Linked DNA regions of Mus musculus: regions 1, 3 and 4 are each linked to region 2. A link is a contact called in public Hi-C and promoter capture Hi-C data. All regions are on one chromosome and are shown on one strand. Each heading gives the region's core, a stretch centred on a gene start, on an enhancer-like site or on the middle of the called end of the contact. The rest is flanking DNA. Distances are from core to core; before and after follow the strand shown. Region 1 holds the start of Topbp1 (topoisomerase (DNA) II binding protein 1). Region 2 holds the start of Aste1 (asteroid homolog 1). Region 3 holds the start of Anapc13 (anaphase promoting complex subunit 13). Region 4 holds the start of Ryk (receptor-like tyrosine kinase).

Evidence for each region. Promoter capture Hi-C pulls out the DNA fragments that hold promoters and counts their contacts. Hi-C and Micro-C count contacts between places; a contact is called where the count stands out from the background. Capture Hi-C pulls out chosen DNA fragments and counts their contacts.
Region 1: a promoter capture Hi-C map of adipose tissue shows a contact between it and region 2, with 4 times the contacts expected there. The contact joins the promoter of Topbp1 here to the promoter of Aste1 in region 2. A contact is called at or near these places in 2 of 39 promoter capture datasets (liver and pre-B cells), 2 of 484 Hi-C or Micro-C datasets (CD4 T cells and CD8 T cells) and 2 of 9 other capture datasets (adipose tissue and liver).
Region 3: a contact with region 2 is called in a Hi-C map of regulatory T cells, with 9 times the contacts expected there. The contact joins the promoter of Anapc13 here to the promoter of Aste1 in region 2. A contact is called at or near these places in 2 of 39 promoter capture datasets (liver and pre-B cells), 5 of 484 Hi-C or Micro-C datasets (CD4 T cells, CD8 T cells, pre-B cells and 1 more) and 1 of 115 datasets of contacts at active chromatin or transcription factors (thymic regulatory T cells).
Region 4: a contact with region 2 is called in a promoter capture Hi-C map of liver, with 4 times the contacts expected there. The contact joins the promoter of Ryk here to the promoter of Aste1 in region 2.

The regions. Positions count from the first base shown.
Region 1 is chr9:103,303,819-103,306,912 of GRCm38.p6, forward strand. Topbp1 (topoisomerase (DNA) II binding protein 1) reads left to right here and starts at 1,509. Exons shown (of 28, transcript NM_176979.5): 1 at 1,509-1,553; 2 at 2,279-2,369. The coding sequence starts at 2,286.
Region 2 is chr9:105,393,459-105,396,950 of GRCm38.p6, forward strand. It overlaps Aste1 (asteroid homolog 1), which reads left to right and starts at 1,904. Exons shown (of 5, transcript NM_025651.5): 1 at 1,904-2,207; 2 at 3,087-3,492. The coding sequence starts at 3,105. It overlaps Nek11 (NIMA (never in mitosis gene a)-related expressed kinase 11), which reads right to left and starts at 1,829. Exons shown (of 16, transcript NM_172461.3): 1 at 1,738-1,829.
Region 3 is chr9:102,625,043-102,628,144 of GRCm38.p6, forward strand. Anapc13 (anaphase promoting complex subunit 13) reads left to right here and starts at 1,254. Exons shown (of 3, transcript NM_181394.3): 1 at 1,254-1,304. Cep63 (centrosomal protein 63) reads right to left here and starts at 1,082. Exons shown (of 17, transcript NM_001081122.1): 1 at 862-1,082. The coding sequence starts at 939.
Region 4 is chr9:102,833,314-102,836,477 of GRCm38.p6, forward strand. Ryk (receptor-like tyrosine kinase) reads left to right here and starts at 1,607. Exons shown (of 15, transcript NM_013649.3): 1 at 1,607-1,926. The coding sequence starts at 1,743.

The sequences.
Region 1 (3,094 bases), core at 259-2,758, 2.1 Mb before region 2:
TGTTTGTTTGTTTTTCGAGACAGGGTTTCTCTGTGTAGCCCAGACTGTCCTGGAACTCACTTTGTAGACCAGGCTGGTCTTGAACTCAGAAATCCCGCCTGCCTCTGTCTCTGCCTCCTGAGTGCTGGGATTAAAGGCGTGATCCACCACTGCCCCCGGCTACCCTTAGCAACTTTTAAGAGGTAACATAAGAATGGGGTTTTGGTTAGAACCTAAGAGTTTTCTTACTGTAGATAGGCCAGAATAGTCAGATATTACCTGGGGACAGTGAAAAATGAGAAAGGGCATGAGCTATCAAAGGTGGCAGGATCTAACTGGATTTTTACAAGGAGAACGACCAGTAGTCAGACTACAGGTTTGGCTAAGTAAAGATTCTTTGTCACAAAATGCCGGAAGTACACATCAGAAAAGAAAAAAACCAACTTCTGTAATAAACTGTGCCGGGAAAATTGGATAGCCATACATAAAAGAAGGAAACTAGATCTTAATCTCTCTTGCGTTACACAAATATCAACTCCAAATGGATTAAAGACCTTAATGTCAGAACTGAAATCCTGAAACCAAAATAGTCAAGGGCTTTCTGAATAGGGCCCTAGTTGCTCAGGATATAATACGAACAACGGACAAATGAAATGGGATTGCGTGAAGTTAAAAGGTTGTGCACAGCAAAGAAAAATTAATCAAATGAATAAGCATACAGATGGGAGAAAATCTTTGCCAATTATACACCTGATAGAGGATATCTAGAAATACTTTTTTTTGGGGGGGGGGGGGTGGAGTTTCAAGACAGGTTTCTCTATATAGTCCTGGCTGTCCTGGAACTCACTTTGTAGACCAGGCTGGCAACTCAGAAATCCGCCTGCCTCTGCCTCCCAAGTGCTGGGATTAAAGGTGTGCTCTACCACTGCTCGGCTTAGAAATACATATTTTAAAAGTCTTGAATGTGAATATAACCTAATCAATAATCTAGCGTGCCTTTCATCACCCAGTCTTCTTTCCGTTACTGTTTTTGGCTTTGGTAAGGATTGATTGTTCATCCACTTTGGGGAGTCAGACCTTGACTTTCTTAACATCCTCCCACCCACAAGCCGCTATTAGCTTCATGCGCTGCCCCGGCACCGTCAGGAGAACTCGCCACTGGACCCCCTCGCCCCACTTCTGCACGTTCTGGACTTAAGGCTGATCGGTCCGGCCGCCCGCAGGCCCTCGCCACGAACGATGAGCTGCGCCGCAGCCGAAACTGTTGCCGCAAACCCAGACCCCAGAGCATCTCGGGAAAGCGTGCCCAAGGACCGCCCTCTTCCGACCGCTCCGCTTCCCAGAGCGGGGGCCCCGATGACGCCACTTCCTCCGGAAGAGGTGTGGCGTCCGCTCGGTTGGCGCGAAAGTCGGTTCCCGGTCTTGGCCCTTCCGGGTTCTGCAGCGTTAGCTTCGGGTTGGGGGCGCCGCCGAGGGCGGGGGCTGCGCGCCGGGCTGGCGCCCGACCCCAGCCGCCGTCCTGCCGGCCGCGCGCCCCCCGACTTGGTGCCCGTGGGCCCTCGGGCTCCACCTAGGTGAGCGAGCTTCGGCTCCTCCCGGCCGGCGTGGCCGCCCGGCGCCTCTTGCGGCCTTCGCGCCTCTCCTAACCGGCGGGTGGGCCTCAGGTCCCTGGGGAGCCGCGGCCTGGACGCTCCTTTCCCTGGGAGCTGGGCCGAGCGTGCACGACCTTGCACGGTGGCTGCTTGCGTTCAGAGTTCGTTAACTTAGGAGCAAATCTTGCGGGCTGTGGGTACCCGTAGCCGCAGCGGCGCCCTGCGTCGTCTTAAGCCCCATGCAAGTGAACAGTGAGTGACTGAGGACCAAACCAAGGGTCTCAGGGGATTCAATCAGGAACGTTCATTTTGTTCTCACGTTTGCAAGGATCCGTGTCCTTTTTTTTCTTCTTCGACTTTGCCCACCTTCTGGGGCCCTTTGTAAACATCTTGAATGAATTGATGAACCAAGCCAGATAGCTATGTCTTAGGCACTCTTGTCTGCATAAGAAAATAGTTGATTTGCAGGCCGGGCGGTAGTGGCACACTCCCTTTTTTGCCAGCTTGAGTGAGGCAGAGGCCGAGCATCTCTTGAGTGCCAGGCAGACCTAGTCTACAGAGCGAATTCCAGGACTGCCAGGGCTTGTCTCAAAACTAAAAAAAAAAAAAAAAAAAACCAAAAACCCTACAAAAATAGTTGACTTGTACATTTAATTCCCTGATTGACTGACTGACTTTTGTTCTTCTTGACTGCCTTATTCTCACAGTTCAGCTATGTCCAGAAATGACCAAGAGCCGTTTCTTGTGAAGTTTTTAAAGTCTTCGGACAATTCAGAATGCTTTTTTAAAGCTCTTGAGGTAAGAATTAATGGATATGTCTTATTTGATACTTGAGCTCATTTTCATGTTTTAAATGTTTTTGCTTTGTTGGATTTTATGTCTTAGAAGTAGATAATTTTAATGAAATTTTGCTATAGCATATGCTTAATACAGATAAATCACTGCTATATAATTTTTAGTTGATGCAAGTTTACCATTATATTTTTTGGGAGGATTGAAATCTATTGTGACAATTGGATGTTAACCTACAGTTTGATCCCCTACCCCCGCCCGGTCTGTGTCTGTTTGTGTGTGTGTCTGAGCCATCTTCCCAGTCCTCTGACTTAGAGTTCCTGACTTGTTTTGTTTACTAACCCCATTGATCCTTTAAGCACTGAAAAACGGAGTCACAATGCAATAGTTTTGGTTCATTGCTTGCTCTCTCTCTTTCTCTCTGTCTCTCTCTCTCTGTCTCTCATACACACACACACACACACACACACACACACACACACACACACACATATTCATGAATGAATGAATGATGGGAGTAGTTTTGAGCTTTGCCATTCACAAACCCTAGTAATGTCCTTGTAGCTTGGGAATCTATTAGAAATGCAGAGCCTTGGGATCCCAACCCACATTTGACAATTAGAATATGCATTTTAAACAAAAGTCCCAGTGCATATTCAGGTTTGAGAAGTTAGCTGTTTTTTTTTTGTTTGTTTGTTTGTTTTGTTTTTTAAAGTTCACTCACTTAGCAA
Region 2 (3,492 bases), core at 654-3,153:
GTGTATTTGTTTTATGATTCATATTTTGTTAGATATTTATACTCCCCATCGACTTAAAAACCAATGCGAACCCAGGGCCATGGCTTCCCCTAATGCACACATAGGCCAACTCCCTGGTGATGCTTTCCTCCCTCTCAGTCTGCTTTGACTCAGCACAGAGTAAATTGGGGTTAAACCCTGATTAGCATATTCTGCTTCCCTTTGCTTTTTGCCCATGTCAACTTTAAATCACAGTTTTGGGGTGTCTGTTTGCTAGACTAGCTATGTGGAAGGATATCAATTCAGTGCCCCCCCCCCATCTTAAGCAAGATCTGATTCCATTTCTATTGTACACACTGGGTACAGAGCTATCTCCTGGATTAGAAGTAAGGACATGCACCTCAGACCTAAGACTGCGTTTTAAAGCTAGCTGACTCTAAGTGTAGTACAGGTGAAGCCACAGTTCCTGAGGGAGCTATGAAATGTTATGAATGGCAGAACTGTCCCATGAGAAAGTATTCCACAAAACACACTCTTACTCCATTCCATCAAAGTGTTGAATGTTTTATTGAAAACTGTGCTTTTGTTTAAAATCTACATGAAAATAGGACTTTACGCTGAATACTATGTACACCTTGGCATTAGGTTTTCATATTCAGCAATTCTAAAACAACGAGAAAAAAATAGTGTTATAGTGTTGACCTGTGGGCTCAACATTTACCACAAAACCTACAAGGACACTCAAACAGAAAAAAAAAAACTGCAAAACATAAAACCTATTTGTAATTTTGTCTTCTTTAAATAATGTACTAATCTGTGGTTTGATCTAGTCCCAGTGAGAGCAATGCCCCTCTCCTCAAGGAAACGTTACTAAAATCTGCAGAATCTAAAGAATAGGTCCTAAAAGGTACCTTCTGTTTGCTTCTTTGACTGGCATAAAAGTGGTGATTTCTAGATAAACTAGGCTGTTCAAAAAAAAAAAATGGCCTCTCTGTCGCCTTTCAGATCACTAATAATAATTCTCAATGTGGAGAGGCGATTAAAGTCCCCACTTAGTAAAGAGCTGAACTCAAGATGGAGGACCAAAGCTTCTATTTGTAATGGAGTAATAAACCCAGCAGTGTGTGAGCAGCCTCTCCAGGCTCATCACACAGAATCAGCTCTGTCGCCCTCATCTCAGTTGGTATCCATGGAATGTACACACACTGCAGGCTGGATCTGAACCTAGGGCAGAGGATGAACTTGGGTGCTAGGGACACAGGTTATGCTTGTATCCCTGGGGCCTAGCTAACAGCTGACATACAGTTGTTAGCAAACGTTTGGAGAGCGAAGAAAGATCCAGCATACCAAATGTGACCCAAAGACAAGTAAAGGAAAGAAAACATAATAGGAACTAGAAGAAAGCTGAGAGACGCCCACTTTGTGCTAACCATCCCTGGGGTACCCATCCCGCTGGGGCAGGTAAAGAGAAAGTCAAGTGTTTACCGATGGTAAGAACTGAGTGGTTTATGTCCATGTCAAAAAACCCAAAAAACTAGGAAGCTGTTTTGACCTGAGGTTCTGCTAACTAAATCTGACCTGAGAAGTAAACTCTAACCCTGAGGTAAAACGAAAAAACTTGTCTCTTCAACAAATAAACCTTAAGTTTTTCGCGGAGCGCGTGAATGTATATCGAGGAGCAGGGCGCTTAGTCTCCCGAAGGGGAATGCGGTCCAGGGGCTGTGGGACCCGGCTGCCCGAGAGATCCACTTTCATTACCTTTACAGGTCCCCAGCCTGCGGCGCCCGGCCAAGCCTCCGTCAGCCTAGAGCTCGCTGCCTCGGAGGGCGTGGTTGTTTAACATCGTCGCCACGGAGACGGCGCGGGGGCTGCTGGGAAGTCGACGTTCCGGCGTCCAATCCAACGGAAGCGCGCCGGACCCTTCGAGGCGTGGCGAAGCGAGCAGGGTGAGGAGGCGGCCGCAAGTGTGAGAGGAATGGCTCAACCTCTCACACCAAGTTCCCACCACCCGGCCCGAAAGCATTTTCTCCTCCAGGGAGAGCCCTCAGCTTCTCGGAGCCAGGCTTCCCAGTGACGTCGTTCGCAGCACTTCCTGTTTCCGCTCGCGGTCTTCCACGCACCCGCGGGTCTGCCGTTTCTCCCCGGGATCCTACCTGCTGCTGCTGGTGAAGTGAGCCGGCGGTCGGGCGGAAGCAGCCGGCGGATCCGGAGGGCAGGAGCAGGTTGAGGTAGGAAGATTGGTGGTTGAGGAATTAGATCCTACCTTTTCCTGCCCTTTGCTTGCATTCCTTGAGCTACTTCGCTCAAGGTCAAGTCATTAGTTTACAGTGAGTTCGCAGAAACCACATGACAAACCGGGAAAGACATGACGATTCAGAATTAAAAAGTGTTGAGATGTTGGCCGAGGTGGATCTGAGGTGAGATAAAAAATCAAGTGCAATAATGTAAGCTGATACCAAAGGCAAAAAATTCAGGAGGATGCATTTTTTTATGTGGTAGCCCCACAAAAATCAAAATGCAAAAATTCCAAGGTTGGCAAAACTTTCACGATTTTAAACACGGGCAAGGCTGGCAATAGCATCGTGCTAAGCGATATTTGAAGCCAGAGGCGAGGGGGGAAACCAGTAATACTAATCCTATGAGTTGTTAGCCAGATAGGCCATTAGTAAGGGGGTGTAAGAATCCAGTTGAGGTTGAAATTGTATACTTGGGATCCTAGAAGCATAAAGCTGTGTTTTTCCTTAGCTCAAACTACTCTCCAATGTACCCTACACTCAAGACCTGTAACAAGGGTCTAGTTATCCATAAGGAAAAAAAAAATTGGCTCATTATGTGTCTTATGCTGGGTTGTCATTTTTATAGCTTAGGACTTTTGGCCTTGACCCTCACAAAACAGATTTCTTCCTTTATCTCTATATGGGCTGCCATGAGGTGGTGTGGCCTAGATATAAGTTCTGTCTTCCACCTCCAATAATCCAATCAAGCAAAGTTCCTCAACAGCGTATCCTGCAGTTTGGGTCTTGATTGATTCTAGATATACTCAGATTGACAACCAAGAATAGCCATCAAAAAGACCAGCAATTGATTTTTTTTGTTTGTTTCAACAGGGATTTCTGTCGATCATCATGGGTATTCGGGGACTAATGAGCTTTGTGGAAGATTATAGTAATGAATTCTTCGTTGATTTGAAATTGCGGAACACAAAACTTATCATTGATGGCTATTCTCTCTTCCACCGACTTTGCTTCAATTCTGACTTGGAGCTCAGGTATGGAGGAGACTATGATTTATTCGCAGATGTTGTACAGAAATTCTTTGAATCACTGTTTGTGTGTCATATTTGTCCGTATGTTGTATTAGATGGAGGATGTGACATTTCAGATAAAAAGCTGACAACTTTGAAGGATCGAGCAAAAGAGAAGATCCAAGCAGCCCGTTCCCTTTCTCTTGGTGGGGGTGGGAATGTGTGCCCCTTACTCATCCGAGAAGTGTTCATACAGGTTTTGATCAGGC
Region 3 (3,102 bases), core at 4-2,503, 2.8 Mb before region 2:
GCTGCAGCCTTTAAGAATAAGTGTAAAAGCCGGGCGTGGTGGCGCACGCCTTTAATCCCAGCACTCGGGAGGCAGAGGCAGGCGGATTTCTGAGTTCGAGGACAGCCTGGTCTACAGAGTGAGTTCCAGAACAGCCAGGGCTACACAGAGAAACCCTGTCTCGAAAAACAAAACAAAAAAAAAAAGTGTAAAAAGCTAAAGATAACTATAGCCATTGATCTCTGACTTACATACAAAATATAAAATACAAATATTCGAGTTGTACAAAGAGCTATAATAAAGTAATACATTTTTGAAACTCTAAATTGGCCTCAAGAAAGCCAGGCGAGGTGGCGCGGATCCTTAATTAGGAGACATAGGTAGGCCCATCTCTGAGTTTGAGGCCAGCCTGGTCTACACTGCAAGTTCCAGATCATAGCTACAAAGGAGAGCCAGCGCTAGTTGGGGAGAATGGGGAGCACTTTTGGCAACAAGTCTACAGTCTGTAAATGAAAACTAGGTCTGACATCAGAATGCACTAACTCCACGATTTTGTAAAGGACAAAAGCCCATTCACTGTCAAGTGTCTCCGCGTGAAAGCGCTGTTGTGGAATTCCCCTTTCCAAACTTTCACTCCACCAATCTTGTTTCCTATGCTTGACTTGAAAGCGTGAAGCCATCTGCAATTCCCCTGCCATCAGGGGTTCCCGCCACATTTCCGCACCTCTCATACTAACATCACCAAGGAACCCTGCGGGCTTCCCGCTGGGCGGCTAACGCTAAGGCCTGGTCCTACACCGGCGGCAGCAGCAGCAGCCGGGTCCCTTCCCGGGAGCCATGCAGCCCACAGCCCGCAGCCCGCCCTCCCGCAGGCCGAAGCACCTGGCCGGCCAGCCCAGAGTCCCATAGGGAGGAGGAGGAACCCAGGGGCGCGACGACCGGGCAGCCGCAACCCGGCATTGGAAAGCCCCGCGGCAGGTGGGCCGCAACGAGCTGCGGCCGCGGGCCATGAGGCCTGGAGCCTAGCGGCACCACCGTGGCCAGGGCCGAGACCGCACCACAGTTAGCCGCAGCTCGCCCGTCTTTGGGGCATGCGGTCGGTTACAGAGCGCGCCCCCGGCAGAGCGCGCCTCCGGCGGAGCGCGCCCCCGGGCCTGCCCGCCGTTCCTCCGGCCGGGGATGCGCGCAAGTCACAACAAATCGCTGTCCGTCCCGCCCCCTGCCGCAGCGCTTGGACTCACCCACATCCGGGGCTTGAGAGCGCCGCGAGTCACGTGACCCAGAAGAAGGGCGGGGCCGGGAGGAAGCCGACGCGCGCGCAGTGGGTAAGGGTTTTTCGCGCCCGCGGCCCGGGTTTCCGAGGGTGGCCAAGCGTTCGCCCTCGAACTCCGGCGTCTACCGCTTCCAGAGGCGCGGGCCGGTACTTTCAACCGAGCTTCAGAGCCACTTCTTTACTGCACGCTGTGCGGAGTGGAACGGAGCCCCCATGGCGACGCTCGACCTCCCCCCTTGCACTTCCGCATGTAGTATCCTCCCACCCCTCGAACCGGAAGTCGCTGCAGCGGGTGACTGTAGTGTCCCAGGATGGTGGCCTCCGAGGGCCATTTTAGTGTAGGCGCCGTGCTCGTAGCTTAGAAATACATTTACAAAGCTGTGTGCATGAAAGGTGTGTATGTCTCATAGGACGTACGCATCTAATGTCTAGAAAGAGATATCCGGGCAATGTGACAAGCTTTCCTCCTGTTGTCACGTATTGTGCCCAGAGATCTAGGGGACTGGTGAAGGAATGGACCCTTGGGACTGCACTCAGCCTGGGGTCTAAAGGAAACAATCTGAGAGCTGAGAGTTTGATATTATCTGGTATCCGGAGCGGGGGAACTTTCTGTTTACGTAAAGGGTGAGCACCCGAGCACCTGACCCAGGAAAATAGATGTGTTTGGAAGGACGGCCAAGCATAAGTGATGAGGGACGGGGGTGGGTGAAAAGCGTGCTAGTTTCTAAGCATGTAGAAGAGAGTCATGTTACAAAGTATTGAGGCGAACTTGTGGAAAGACTGGGTATCCTTACATTACCGCTGGAGACAGTAGTACCCTGCCAGTCAGTCACAAAGCTGACCTGACTTGTTTCATAGATCATTTGAGGCAAGCAGCAAAGCATTCAAGGACAGAGCCTGCTGAAAAGCTGGAGAGAAAGTCAGAGCACTTTAGAAAAAGGTGCAATCCATAGGGACTGGGAAAGTCAGCACCAGAAGGTGTGAAATGCAGCCCAAGGCTCAGCTACAAAAACAAAAGGCTTGTCAAACCCTGAGGGGTGATTAGAAGTGGCCCTTCAGCTGGCTTTGCGTTATCCACTAGCTAGGGTCTGGTTATGTCTGAGGAAAACTGCTAAGTTATCACCTGGTTTTAACGTGGCAGAGGGAGCTTCAGTGTGTGTGTGTGTGTATACGCGTACACGAAAGTTGTGGTGGTGGGGGAGATTTCTGCGTACAGGTGGAGTTGTAGATGAGTGTAGAGGCCAGAGGTCAACATCAGTGTCTTCCTTTATTACTTTGAATCTTAAACCTGGAGCTTTCTGATTCAGTTAAACTGCCTGGCCTGGCAGCTTCCCAGAGAACACAAGTGTGCCATCGTGCCAGGCTTTTTCTGCGGGTGCCAGGAATCTGAATTCAGGTCTTTTTGCTTGCACAGCAAGCACTTCACTCCACTGAACCTCCTCCCAGGCCCCAGGTTGTTTAATTTTTTAAAGTAAAAAGCCCTTTCCCTCCTACAGACTAGGTAGATAGCGCTAGCTTGCTTGCCTTTATTCTGTTGGAGGCAAGCACATAGCCGCGTAGCACAGTTTGTTTCTTGTATGAGTCTCCCTTCTCTCGGAAACAGAACAGTTCCTGAGAGAGCCACTGGTACTAATCCTCACAAGACCTTTCCTTGGGTTGCCACTTTGTGGCAGGGAGCACAGTAGGGTGTGTTTGTGATAAGGAACAAACTTGGAAGCCAGAAACCCAAAAGCACTGCTTGATGACTGAGTTAGACTGCAACAGTTTCAGGAGAAAAATGTGGAACAATCTGTGGTCTGGGAGCTTAGCAAGCATCCTGAGCACTTGGACCAGGCACTGAAGAGAGCCAG
Region 4 (3,164 bases), core at 357-2,856, 2.6 Mb before region 2:
CGGCTCCGCCCCCACCCCCTTTGTTTTCTTGAGTAGAGAGCCCTGTTCACAGCATAGGTTCCTAGAGTCCTTCCTGGCAGGGCCCTGGTTCCCTACGAGGTAGCTGTGGCCACAGGTGACTTGTGTTTTTCATCATTCACTGATGGCATGCTTTTGTTCAGTTCATGCCCACTTCCTGGTCTCTTCCTGCAGGGCACTGTATTCTGTGCTGGGGAACTGAAGCTTGACAAATTGAGGCCAGCTTGTCTCCAAATGGAATCCATCCCTCTCACTACAGGAGAGAGGGGGGAAAAATATCAAGATCCAACTATCCTCCTCTTCGGTCTCTCTCCCTGCCCTGGCAGGGGATACAGGTAATATCTCTCAGGGCCTGCGTGTGGATGGGCAACTGGGAGCTTGAAGCTAGGCCGGGCAGAAAGCAGCTGCTCTCCACAGGCAAGGAGGGAGGCATAAGGTCAGTGAACGGGTCACAGGGATGGGATGACCCTGTTCTGGAGGAAGTGAGAAGGGATGCTTGGGAGCCAGCCTGAGTGATGGCTTGTGGAGTAAGCTTGACTGGGGCTTCCCCAAATTCTTCATCAGAGTCTCTGGGATGTATCAGAGATCCTTAACCGGTTTAGGGAGACAAGGGCTTCCTAGAGCAAGGGATGAAATGTAAAAACCACTCTCCAGTATGTGAAAGCACCCATGCACACAGACAGCCATGTACAGCCATAAGCACACACTCACATACATTCCATGTTTTGGAGGGGGGGGCTGGCATGGACCACAGGTTAAAAGCCCAGATACAGGTTGATTTACAGTAAAGGAGAACTAGGATAATAAAAGTTCGTCACATGTAAAAATAAGCTTGCTGGGCATGGGTGGCACAGGCCTTTAATCCTGGCACTTGGGAAGCAGAGGCAGGCAGATCTCTGTGAGTTCAAGGCCAGCTTGGTCTACATAGCAAGTTCCATGCGGGCCAGGGCTACATAGTGAGACCCTGTCTCAAAACAAACAAACAAACAAACAAACTGTAAACCAAAATACAAAATAAAAAGTTTACTAAGGTTTTATGAGTTTTTTTTGTTTTTGTTTTTGCTTTCTGGAAAGTGTGTGGCATGTGAATTTTAGGGAACAGACATGCTAACTAGAGGCTGACCTCTGATGGTGGGATAAGGGAAGATTTCTACGTACCCGTCCCTTCTCACTAAATAAAACAGCATTCTTTTCTTTTGAGACAGCATCCAAGACTCAGGGCGCACCTGGGGAAGAATAAAGAGACCAACCGACTCTAGGCCTCAACGACTTGGGCTGGGGACTGGCTATATTAGCCTAGAGCCCTTCGCCTGGCCAGGGCACTTCATTATTGTTTTTGATTAGTTTGTGTCTCTTTAACTCATTTCCTTTATTCCTCGCGCGTTTCAGCCTGGCAAACAACGTAATGTTATTTATACCAACCCCTACGCGCGGCCCCCACCCCGACCTCAGGTCTGAGACGCTCTCCCGTGCACGCGCGCCCCAGAACCAGGCGCTCTCGGTCGGGCGGCACATGCGTGCGCGCCCTCGCGCACGGCGGGCACGCGCACGCGCGCGTCTCCGCCCGCAGCTCGCCCCCCCACCCCCTCCCGTTCCCGGGCGGCGGGTCTGAAGCGGCGGCGCGATGAGCTGGCCGGCCGCCCCCGGCTCGGGGCTGTGAGGCGCTCGGGGCCGGGGTGCGCGGCGGCGCGGCGGGCGGCGGACGCTCCTGCTCGGCGGCGGCCATGCGCGCGGGCCGGGGCGGCGTCCCGGGGAGCGGCGGCCTGAGGGCCCCGCCGCCGCCGCTGCTGCTGCTGCTGCTGGCGATGCTGCCCGCCGCCGCCCCGCGGTCCCCGGCCCTGGCCGCCGCTCCTGCGGGACCCAGCGTGAGCCTCTACCTGAGCGAGGACGAGGTGCGCCGGCTGCTTGGTGAGTGGCGCGGCTCCCGGGGCCTCGTGAGCCCGCGGTGCTGCCGCTGCGCCGCCCGCGCTCTCTCTCTCTCTCTCCCTCTCTGCAGCCTCCCTGCGCGTGTCACTCTAGGCCGCGGAGCTCCGGAGCCTCGGAGTCGGCGCTCGGGACACGGGTGGCCGCTCCTTAGCCTGCTGTGGGTGGCCCACAGGCCACGCCGCCGCCGTGCGCTTGCTTTCTGGTTAGCGAGTGGGGGGCAAGGTGAGCCGGGCGCCCTGAGTTGTGTGGCATCCTGCACACCTTCGGGCCGACCGGATCCCAAGCATCGGGGTTTGCCTTGGGTTCCTTGAGTGTGACCTGATGCTGCCGTTCCAGGCCACTTGCCTACTCTGCAGACCCTGAAGCGAGAGGAGAACTTGGCTTTGGGGTCCGTCGGCGGTGGTTCCGTTTACCTGTTTAGCCCGTTGTTTGGGGAGTCCGACTCTGCCCTCCGCTTGGAACTCTGTGCATTCTGAAAATCAGCCCTTGAAGGAAGGCCTGGCCAGCCATCAAAAGGAAGTCTCTGATAGTTAGGGATACCCAGCTTTTGCCGTCTTTTGTGCATTAAGGCAGTCCCTTCACTTTTTATCGGGGTGTTTTAGAGTGAAGTGTTGGAACTGGAAAGGTCTCCCCCTAAATATCCATTAAGTGTCACTTTTTTAGTGAGCGAGTATGCCTCCCCCAAGTGTGTGTGTGTGTGTGTGTGGTGTGCGCGCGCGTGTGTATGCGTATGTGTGTATTAGAGGAGGTTTTTTTGTTTGTTTGTTTGTTTGTTTGTTTTGTTTTGTTTTTCCTTTCCAGACAGGGACTTTATGTAGCCTGGGCTGTTTTGGAATCCACTATGTAGACCAGGTTGGCCTCAAGCTCACAGAGAGCCTTCTGCCTGTTAGAAGAGTTTCTTAGGGTCTGTTGAGAGAGTTTAGCCTCGGAATGAAAACTGCTTTTAGCAGACTGTTTAGACATAGTTGTATGTGTAGGTTTATCGGCTTTAACTAAAGAACTGTGTTTTCCTAACATCCTAATTTAACCTTCCTTATAGTCTAGTTGAATTAGCTGAATTTAGTCTAGCAGAATTGAAATGGCATCTGAGTTACGCCTGGAGCATGGGAGAAAGGCTTGGGAAAAAATAACGATTTGTAGTGCGGCTCCTAGGCGTGCTTTTGTAAGGGTTGTTTTTGTTGTTGTTAAAAGAACTTACGTAATTGTGACTTTATTGACAT